Regions from separate parts of the Zea mays genome. Here all the other regions are linked to region 2. A link is a contact called in public ChIA-PET and Hi-C data. All regions are on one chromosome and are shown on one strand. The core of a region is the stretch at or near the end of the contact, and the rest is flanking DNA. Distances in the headings are between cores, read along the strand shown. Region 1 holds the start of LOC100273934. Region 2 holds the start of LOC542529 (ribosomal proteinS6). Region 3 holds the start of LOC103633435.

Region 1 (3,471 bases), core at 532-3,031, 220 kb before region 2:
TGCTAGTGAGATCGCTTGACACTTTGAGTGCATATCATGGAAGCTGGACATGCAGTTCCTGGCATTTTGGTTTTGCCCATGTTTTAATCTGCTGAATTAGTAAATCCTGGAGAATTCAAAAGCGTTTTCAAGTACTGCAGTTGGTGGTTGTTTCTGGTCCTAGTGTATGCATGCCAGAATCTTATGAATAATATTCTTTGTTTTGTTGCCTATTTAGCTGTTTAGTTGGTTGTTAGCCTGTCAAGAAACTGGGGAACGGCTCCGTTACTAGACTACATTGAGTCGTCTCTCACATTGGAGTCTGGGAGCACCACCAGGCAGAGGCAGCCATGTTCTTATGTTGTTTTGTGCTGTCTGCTCAAGCTTTCGTTCATCTCACCTGAGGCCTCCCTTCGTTGAAGAGAGAGCTTGGATGAGAGCTCTGTTTTTCCTTCTTTTTTTATTATTTACTATTCAAAAAGTCGAGACCAGAAAAAAGAAGACAGAGATATTAAATAACACAGTTAACACATGATAGCCCATTTTAACAGTAATAACATATTTTGCATAAATTTTACTCTAGCCTAGAGGCTAATGAGTAATGACCTCATTACATTTACAAAAGAGGGAGCGTGTTCTGAATACAAAAGCAAATGATAAACTGAGATTCTTTTGCTTGTATCAAGGTTCTCTGTTTCTATTTTCATGTAGAAAAAATTGCATATCCCAATTGCAGTTTACATTCTCAATAGTATACATATGAACACAAAAGAGCATATGGTTGAACTTCTAGTGCTCCTACAATATTTTTGTCTCTATAGATTTCAGTTGTATCAGTATAAACAACTGGCTTTAATCCGAAGCGAACATCATCATTTTGCTTATATCAAGATTCTGCATTTTTGCTCCTATTTTCATGTACACAAACTTGCACCACATATTAGCAGACTTTATCATGTCTCCAAAATGTAGCGTGTGAAAAATAAATAATTTAAAGGTAATGATTTCTCACATTCATGTAACATGTACAATCCCTCCCATGTATACCTTGAATAATACCTCTTTTATCTTCTGTTGAACAACAACCAATCCATCGAAGATCACTTGTATTAGTGCAACACTTTCAAACATCGAAACCCATCCGACCACCATTTGCCACCATCAACTTCCAAGATTCATCAAACCCGCTAAAATCATAGCAATTTGAGGAATCTAGAAGGGAGCTGTATCAGCTATGCCAATGTGATGTCATTGCTCGGACGCCGCTTGGACGGGGAAGGAGGACTGGGCCAAGATTGTTTATGACAGCCAAGACTAGGGTATTTGACTATTTGGTTTTTTTACTAAAAATTAGTATTATCACATCCAACGTTTAAATACTAATTTACGGGTATTATATAGTCTAATTAATCTATGATTAGCAAATATTTATTGTAGCATCACATGAACAAAAACCGATAAAACTTGCTGTTTTTGGTCCGGTCCGAGATAAAAAAACCGGTCCGATTTTTTTTGGTGTATTTTAGTTTAGAATTGGAAAATATAAAAGTTAACTTTGGTCAACAAAATGGTTCTCCGAACTTCTAAAACGAAAATATAATCCTTAGGCTACAAAATCTGCCACGAAATCTCCTAATTATTTTTGTTTGACTCATTTACCCTTAAAATCTCACGTCGCTATCAGATTGTCTCCAGCATCTACCGTACCAATTCTCTATTTTACCCGTGGACACCCAAACACGCAGAGGGGACTGGGGAGATCCCTCCTCACTCTCACTTTACCCTTCTGCCATTTTCCAACACACGCTATATTATAAAACATACCCAAAGAGATCGTCGCCTCGATTTCTCTTCGAGTGCCAAGCAGTACTGCTAGTTCTACTTCTGTACTTCAGCAGTAGGAGGCCGCTGTTTGCTACGATTTTGACTGACTGAGATGGGAATCCTCTGCCTCGGTGCTTCCTCCACACTGCTCTGCGGGGAGGACAGGAACAACGTACTCGGCCTCGGCTGCGGCAACGAGCTGGTGGAGGTGGGGAGCGGCCATGACGGCTTGGACTCCGTCGTCGGCGCCGTGTTCCCCGTGGACACAGATGAGGCCGTGCGGGCGTTGTTGGAGAAGGAGACGGACCACAAGCCTCAAGACGGCTATGCGGAGAGGCTGGAGCGCGGCGGATTGGAGTACTCCTGGAGGAGAGACGCCATGGATTGGATTTGCAAGGTGAAACCGAAAACAAAAAAACCTTCTCTAGTATCTAATCGCTCCTGCATTTTATTCCTCCTTTCTAGTAGGCAAAATCGATTTATTTTAGGAAGGTGGTTGCATTATCTCTCTTTGACTTTGCGTGACCCAGCTTTGTCTGCGTGTCCTACGTCGTGTGGCCTGTTTCCGATTCGATCGTCACGAGACGCGATAGCAATGAGCCTCCTTTTTATGTGCAAATTTCTGTTTCAAGTTGAAAACTGACGAGGTGCTGATCTCTGCAGGTCCATTCGTACTACAGGTTTGGACCACTCAGTCTTTACCTTGCTGTGAATTACCTGGATAGATTCCTCTCCTCATATGATCTCCCAGTAAGGAGCTGAGCATGTACACTGGTTGTCTGCTTGCTGCGTCCAGTTAATCTCTTACTAATGGATGCTCTCTCTGTATTTTGTCTGTCCTTGCTGCTGTAGCACGATAAGCCTTGGATGCGACAGTTGTTGTCAGTTGCTTGCCTAGCACTCGCTGTCAAGATGGAGGAGACCGTGCTCCCTCTTCCTGTGGACCTTCAGGTGGGTGAAGGGGAAATTAGAGCATTGTGGTATCAGATAACTGTTCACTGATTGGTTGATGAAATCGTTAAAACTTGATGCTGCACGGTAGGTCTGCGATGTGAAATTTGAGTTCGAAGCAAGGACTATTGGGAGGATGGAGCTTCTTGTGCTGGCCACCCTGAAATGGAGAATGCAGGCTGTGACCCCCTTCACTTTCATCAGCTACTTCCTCGACAAGTTCAATGGTGGGAAGCCGCCGAGTTTGGCACTAGCGTCACGGTGCACCGATATCATAATTGGCACACTCAAAGGTTCAATTGGCTCTTTCCGTGCCGCTCATCGTCTGTTCAATTCGCTTGCTTGCATTGCTGATGGCGCTATGTTTGGGTGTGCCTATGGATTTACAGGCTCTACATTCTTGTCATTCAGACCATCTGAGATTGCCGCGGCCTCAGCTCTAGCAGCAGTTTCTGAGAATCAGGTTGTTGGCTCCTCGAGTGCTCTTTCAGCATCTGAAGTCCCTATAAATAAGGTGAATGTCTTTTATCATGCGCAAAAAACTGATCAACTCAACTGTTGCCATTTACACAATTTCTCAAAGTGCGAAGCTTGCGTCTTCCGTTTCCAGGTGATGATTGCTAGATGCTATGAGCTGTTGCAAGAGCAAGCGCTGGTGAGGAAGACAGGGCACGTCAATGGAAGCCCTTCAGTGCCGCAGAGCCCGATTGGCGTGCT
Region 2 (3,347 bases), core at 713-3,212:
TTGTGTGCATGGTCGTTTAGCCCGTGTACACGTCGTGTAAACGCTACACATTGGCTTACCGCGTATGTTTAAATAGCCATTTATCGCGTATGTTTAAATAGCCATTTATCATGAATAAATAGCTAAACCATAGGTGACCTTTTAGTCCGTTTAAACGTTTATCTTATCTCTAATGGAGTGGCGCACAAACTTGTTGCATGTTCTAAATAAGAGAAATATCCTAATTAATAAAACTGAACCCTCAAACATCACCATGTTCAATTTAGGTCGCCGATGTTTGGTCATGTGGAGTTACTCTGTATGTGATGCTTGTTGGTGCCTATCCCTTTGAGGACCCCGACGAACCGAAGAATTTCCGCAAGACGCTTACTGTGAGTAGATCCAACCTTCCCCAAACAATAACTTATGTATGTACTAGTTTACTGCTCGGCTCATGTATTTAATTTTCTCGCAGCGGATTATCAGCGTCCAGTACGCGGTTCCTGATTTTGTCCGAGTTTCAATGGAGTGCAGGCATCTGCTGTCTCGGATCTTTGTGGCGAAACCTGAGCAAGTAATTGCGTCGAAACATTTTCCGCAACGAAAATCATAACTCTGCTGCATTCTTATCATCCATTTCTTGCAGCGGATAACCATCCCAGAGATCAAGAACCACCCATGGTTCCTGAAGAACCTGCCCATCGAGATGACCGACGAGTACCAGATGAACCTACAGCTAGTCGACATGAATGTCCCCTCGCAAAGCCTGGAGGAGATCATGTCCATCATACTGGAGGCCCGGAAGCCCGGCGACGGGCTGAAGCATGCGGGACAGCTCCCCGGCCTTGGGAGCATGGAGCTGGATGACATTGATGTTGACGACATAGACGTTGAGGACAGTGGCGACTTTGTATGTGCCTTGTGACGCGGTTCAGGCTGTCCGGCACCGTTGCTGCGGTGGACTCTCCCCCACTCTCCTGGTCTTTGTGTCTTGCTGTTATTCCATGTTGTTTGTTTCAGCGAGCTCCGAGCTCCCATTTTGTTGTTGTAATATCACATGTTTTGTGTAACCAAGGTAGTGACGCTGTGGATAAATAATAGACGTTATGTGTTGTATTCTTGCTGAATTGTTGTTCAGCTCCTTCTGTTTGCCCTGTATGAACTGGGCAGTTTCATGAGTACCACAATGTGTATGTTGATGGCTCTGTCTTCCCTTGTCTCGGCAATGTGTTTTTTCTTGTATTTTTGCTAGAAGCAATCTTATGAGTTACGAGTACTATTTACCACCCTATCAGATTTTGCTTTATTACCATATCAATGAACGACTAGCATTATTTAAGGTTTATTCGTTTTTTTGCGTTAATCCATGTGTATTGGATGAGATTGAGTCAGATTAAATTCATAGTAAGTCAAAAATCTATTCCAATCCCACCCAATATACTCTAATCCACGTGGAATATCAATAACCGAACAAGACCTTATTCGGAAGAAAACCCAACATAATACTATATTAAAGTACCGGTTTTCATGATTCCACGGTTTTTACTGTCGACGTGCTCTCTCATGTTTAAATAGTAAAAATACTAAAATTATACACAAATAAAGATTTAAGTCATAATTGTTTTGGCTCTAAACATACATTCACAACCACTTAGTCAACAAAACATAAATGTATTTGTGCTTTATATTCTACACTTAAATATAAATAGAAACCAGGATACTTGGCTAGTATATATAAGGCAAAACATGTCCTACAACGACTAGCATTTTCGATGGCACAAGAATATTCTCTAATGGGCCAAGAAAATGGGCGAACTGGGTGGTGGTACAGCTTGGTCGCATAGGTTGGGGCCCATTTATACTGCCAAATCGCGCAGGCAAATATGAACGGCCAAGATCGATCATCGCAACCGTTCGTGCGGCGCCCGCTCCTCCTAGCCTCCCCGCAACTTATATAAAAACCAATCGTCTGTCCTCTCTGCCCTCTCGTCCAAAACCCTAGCCCTCGCGCCGCCGCCTCCTTCGCCACCCAGCGCTCGAGCTCCTCGCTCCCTGCGAGCGCGCGCCGCAACGCCACCATGAAGGTAAGCTACTCCCGGCTTTTCCCACGATAGGAGGTGTTTGTGGGAATATAGTATCTGATCTGTGCGCACTTTCCAGTTCAACATCGCGAACCCTTCCACCGGGTGCCAAAAGAAGCTGGAAATCGATGACGACCAGAAGCTGTGAGTGTTTCGCGTCCTCCATCTGCTCTGTATTTTTCGTTTCTCTTAGATCCGTGGGAGTGGTGTTTTGCTTCGAGCCCACTTTGTAGCTGATGGTGCCTTGATTGAGTATTTGAGTGCTAGTACTTGATGCATCGGTTTGTTCTATGTGGTTTTGCCAACTTGTCCCTTGTCTCATTAATAACCCTTCCTGCTTAGATTCATTTACTTAGGCTGCTTGCTGTTGCCCACTGGACCATCTTATACTTCCTATATTCATATATATTAGCTTTATTATCCGGATATAATATAATGCCTTGTATGCAACAGTAAATTAGGAATATAAAAACATACATGATTAGCATAGTCTTCTGAGGTATTGAATTTTTAGATATACGCCACCCCCATTTTGTTGTTTCTTGAATGGATCATTGCTGGTTTTTTTCGTGTCCATTGATTAAATTAGGAAAACATCTTGATTTGCGTTAAATGTTGTTTAAATCGTGTTAAATTCATGATTTGTTGAACTTAGGAGCAGGGAATCGTTTGATTGCCGTGTTTTAAATTGTGGTGAGAATTGATATTTCATATAGGGGCTTAGAGCAACTTAGGGTAATAATTTATTTCTAGAAATTATACTGACTTAATTCAAAATGGTGGTAGATCAATCTGTTCTGTTTTATTTGTTTGAAAGAGGACTTTACTATCTAGCTTTTGAGTTAATGAAAATGTCTTCTCTGAAGTTATAATCTATTCCCTCTGTCCTAAAAGCATACTACTGTGTTAAACCATTTTGAATTTGACTAGGTTTATATGAAAAGTATCATTATTTCTGATACCAAATAAATGTCATTAGATTTGTCACACTTTTCTATAAATTTCTTTACACTTTAGAAAGTTTCTCTAGAAATAGAGCTATACTTGCGTTTTTTATTGGACTGAGGTATCAAATAAACATGCTATTTCTTCTTGGTCTTCCTTGCTTAGTTTGCTGATAAACCTTTTGTATCAACTATAGGCGTGCCTTTTATGACCGAAGGATATCCCAGGAGGTCAGTGGTGATGCTCTGGGTGAGGTAAACTTTGGGATGACTTATTTCTTGATCCATGACTCTTGCTGATTTCATACTTAAATATAGGTGTGATATGTTTCTTTGTTTTGCA
Region 3 (3,683 bases), core at 1,025-3,524, 180 kb after region 2:
TCCGAACACCTCGCACTAAAAAGCTTCATCAGATGTTCAAAGATACAAGCAAGTAGAACAGCTGTTATGGAAATTCTCTTCAAGGGCTGAGGATCAATTTGCATCTCTCAAGGCTGATTACGGTTACATCTTATGCTAAAACCTGTTGTGCTTGGAATTTTATTGCCTCAATCAATCAGCACCACCAAAGTAACAGTCACCTTTCATTTCTAACTATGGAGTTCTTTGATGCCCACAGATGGCCTTTCATTTCATATTTCGTGTTAAATTCGGAGTGTGAGCTGGGGGTGTCTTGTAATAAAAACTTTTGTTCCGAACCTTTTTTTAGTAAAACTGAAACACAAGATAGTTCGGTCGCCTCTGGACAAATCAAGGTGTCGTTTGGTTCACATATTTGTAACGTAATGGGTAACTGATTACGTTAAATCATGTTTGTTTTAGTCCAACCGTAATCAGATATCACACTAAAATTTGATACCAGCCTATTTAAATTTATTACCGGTAGTAATCGAACATAAACCGTTACCATTACCATTTGCGTTACATTTCTTGAACCAAACAGCACCCAAGTTTTTTTCCAGGTCAAAAGAAGTGATTTGTTCCACCTTTCTACATGCAGTAGCGACAATCTGGTAGCCAAGCTGTAGAAAAGTATACATCCGAAGACACGAAAATAGTCCCGAAGGCGATATTTCAGCTGCTCATAGTCCAACTACAACCTAATCCACTACTTAAAAGTTAAAACACCAACAGCTAGCCCAACTGTCATCAGGCCATGCAAATAATCAATGATTAAAACTTACATCCACATAAGTTTTGACAAGTTTCCTAGACTGGTAGACACAACCATAAACCAACCTCCAGCTGCCGTAGCAAAAAAAAAAAAGAAGAAAAACAATATGCCGCTGAACCTATTCGATCGATAGAGGCATTAAAAGCAGGAGGACCACCGGCCAGCGACCCTATTATTCTGCAACTTAAAACTACCTATAGGCCAGCAAGTCCCTATCGCAAATGGCACTGCTGCTGGGAGACAGTCCTTTTTCTTGTTCTAAATATCATTCATGCAATTTGCTATGTTTCCGTGATCATATTGTATCATCAGGGCCCATCAATTGCTATGGTTGTAGATGAAGAATTAATGCGATGATATTCTGGACCGTACAGAGATCGACATGCATTCGATCCGTTGTGTCGAACCCACACAGGAACAGGAACATGAACGAATCTGAGTGCCTCGCCGATCTGCTAGATTTTTTTGTTTCAAACATCGTGCATGTTTTCATCAGAAAAAAAAAATCAGAATATGAAGGAGGGACATGTTGGTGCCTAAGCCTAACTATTGTCTGGCAAGTGGCAGGTGTGCACATTAGAACCCTCTTCCGGACAAACCAAAACCACGAGTTTTGTCAAAGAAGTCGAATCCTGGAACTGGAAAGGGGAAGTAGCTAGAAGTTTCGCTGCCAGGTGTGGTTTTGTACCTCGAGTCAACGAGCAAGAACTTATTGCATCCAATCCAAATTCTGAAACCAAAGATTCAACATGTGTGGTTTTGTACCTCGAGTCGACTCCAAATAAAGCAAGATCTTATATAGGGAATAACCGAAAAGGAGAAGGACCAAAATTCTACTACTTTTCAGAAACCTAAGAGCGAGCGATCTTTGGCAGTGCCCGAGCCTCCCAAGTCCCAATAACATAGATTCCACAGACGTACGGACCGTGGCGAAACATCACAATATCACATAACAGAGGAAAGGAGGGACTAGGAGGAAGAAGGTTGCGGAGTCTTACTTCCAGACGTCGTGCTCCCGGTCGGCGGCCGCGGCCGCGGCCGTGCGTCGGGAGGCGGGCATGGGGGTGAGCCACTGGGAGTAGTCCCGGTCGAAGAACTCCCAGTCCGGGAGCAGCACGCCAGCGATGGCGAGGATGCCGAACCCGTATGTGGCCGCCGCCTTGCGCAGCGACGCCGTGGCCAAGCCCGTGAGCGCCACGGCCGCCGCCAGCGCCACGAGGCTCCGCCGCAGCAGCTCGTCCCTCCCCATGCCGCACGAACGCTCGGCCGCCAGCCTCCTCCTTGAAGCTGCGCCTCCGGTTACTTCCCTCCAACTCCCCCTCGGCTGGGGTGTGGGGACACGAAACGAGAAGCGCGTGCGCCCTGCGCTGCCGCTGCTGCGGCCGCCGCCTGCCTCGGTTTCCCCTCCCCCTGGGCCCTGGCCCCGGGTGGCCGGGATGGCTAGGCAGGCGCGCCGCGCGCTTCGACTGCTGTCGTGGCTTTGCTGCCGCTGCTTGGTCCGAGTACTTTTTATGGGCGTGGGCGGACTGGCGGAGGCGGGGTATGGTATGCCAGGCAGACATGTGGAAGTGGGACCCACTTCGGGCCAGGCAGACCGCTGTCTGGAGGCCTGGAGCTAATGAAGATACTAGCCCACGTGTCAAGCAACTTTTAGCCGAGAAACTACGCCCACACGTCCGTCGCTGACCACACCATCATGCCATTGGCTTTCATCAGGACGGAGCGGGTCGGGTGCGTCAACAAACTGCGGAGTACACTGTACACGTGACAAGCAACTCCAAAATGCGGGCATCGCGTTTTCAACATTCCCAGCATTTTTGTAGATAGATTTACCGGAAACCCTCGCTTTCACTTGGACGAATTCTCTGCCTTGCCTTCGTAAAAATGCAAGCATATTGTACTTGCCAAATGCCAATTGCCATGCCACTTTTTAGACACTACTTCTAAGTCAAATTTTGTAATAAACATTACAGTTTTGAATCGGAGTTGGATATTATATTACAGTCAGCCCATACTTGCTATAACGAGGCCGGAGGCCCCCGTGATGGATACATATATGAATCTAAAAATAATGAGACGTATATTGTAGTAAATTCATAGATATTGGGAGGACGTTCTCTACGCCGAGCCAATGCCACGTGGCCCTGGCTCTGGCCCTGGTGTGGTCTGGTCTGGTCCAGCCGGCTTCGCTCGCCGCGCCCGCACATAGTACAACATTCTCCTCCGTCTCTACGCCCCGCACACGCCAAGGGCCAGGCCAGCGGAGGCCGCGATCGCGACCATGGACAGGGGTGCCCTGGTTGCTACAGCGCGTCCACGCACGGACGCACCCAACCAGCTAGCGCAGCAGCACTAGGCCGTACAGAGCACACGGAGACCTACTGTGCGTGCTGAACAGGAATTTACCATGATGGTTGTGTGCATGATGTCTGATGATACGGCTGAACTTCACTTCAAATCAATCTGTTTAGCGGCTGCGCTTGCTTTTCTGACCTGGGAGCAGCAGACAGTATCAGTTTTTTTTTTAAAAAAAATCCTTTCGACAAACGATAATATTGGATCACAGATATGCATGTTATGTTATACTATGAAACAGCAGGTACCTTGAAGCAATGTTCGATTCAAAAGCAGTTCGAAGGGCCTTTGATGACGACAACATTCCTCTCTGCAAATATCGATGCCTCTCCATGGAGTGAGAAGATGCACCAGAGAAACTAAAACTATTGCTTCTCTTGGAACCAAAAGACTGTTTCTTGACAGAATCCAGAGTCAGCTCCAAAGTAACTCGAACCACTTTCTGTCAATGGGGTTTCTTCACCACCTGTGCAAACATTTTTCCTAGGTATAAAAAGAGGGTAAACCTTGCTGAAAAAGAAGAAAAATAGTCAGA

What was found. A called contact is a pair of places that touch in the nucleus more often than the background predicts. ChIA-PET counts read pairs in DNA pulled down with a chosen protein or histone mark.
Region 1: a Hi-C map of ear shows a contact between it and region 2, with 2.7 times the contacts expected there. The contact joins the promoter of LOC100273934 here to the promoter of LOC542529 in region 2. A contact is called at or near these places in 10 of 25 Hi-C or Micro-C datasets (bundle sheath, ear, leaf and 2 more) and 2 of 3 datasets of contacts at active chromatin or transcription factors (leaf and seedling).
Region 3: a contact with region 2 is called in an H3K4me3 ChIA-PET map of seedling, with 6 times the contacts expected there. The contact joins the promoter of LOC103633435 here to the promoter of LOC542529 in region 2. A contact is called at or near these places in 6 of 25 Hi-C or Micro-C datasets (bundle sheath, endosperm, leaf and 2 more) and 1 of 3 datasets of contacts at active chromatin or transcription factors (seedling).

The regions. Positions count from the first base shown.
Region 1 is chr7:175,265,484-175,268,954 of Zm-B73-REFERENCE-NAM-5.0, forward strand. LOC100273934 reads left to right here and starts at 1,782. Exons shown (of 6, transcript NM_001148326.2): 1 at 1,782-2,200; 2 at 2,467-2,553; 3 at 2,656-2,754; 4 at 2,846-3,047; 5 at 3,144-3,268; 6 at 3,365-3,471. The coding sequence starts at 1,916. LOC100274924 reads left to right here. Exons shown (of 2, transcript NM_001331157.1): 2 at 1-210.
Region 2 is chr7:175,486,361-175,489,707 of Zm-B73-REFERENCE-NAM-5.0, forward strand. It overlaps LOC542529 (ribosomal proteinS6), which reads left to right and starts at 1,963. Exons shown (of 6, transcript NM_001112074.2): 1 at 1,963-2,063; 2 at 2,140-2,204; 3 at 3,202-3,259. The coding sequence starts at 2,058. It overlaps LOC100192497, which reads left to right. Exons shown (of 9, transcript NM_001155771.2): 7 at 267-371; 8 at 455-553; 9 at 626-1,184. The coding sequence ends at 904.
Region 3 is chr7:175,669,308-175,672,990 of Zm-B73-REFERENCE-NAM-5.0, forward strand. It overlaps LOC103633435, which reads right to left and starts at 2,275. Exons shown (of 2, transcript NM_001149706.2): 1 at 1,792-2,275. The coding sequence starts at 2,042. It also overlaps the pseudogene LOC100216953.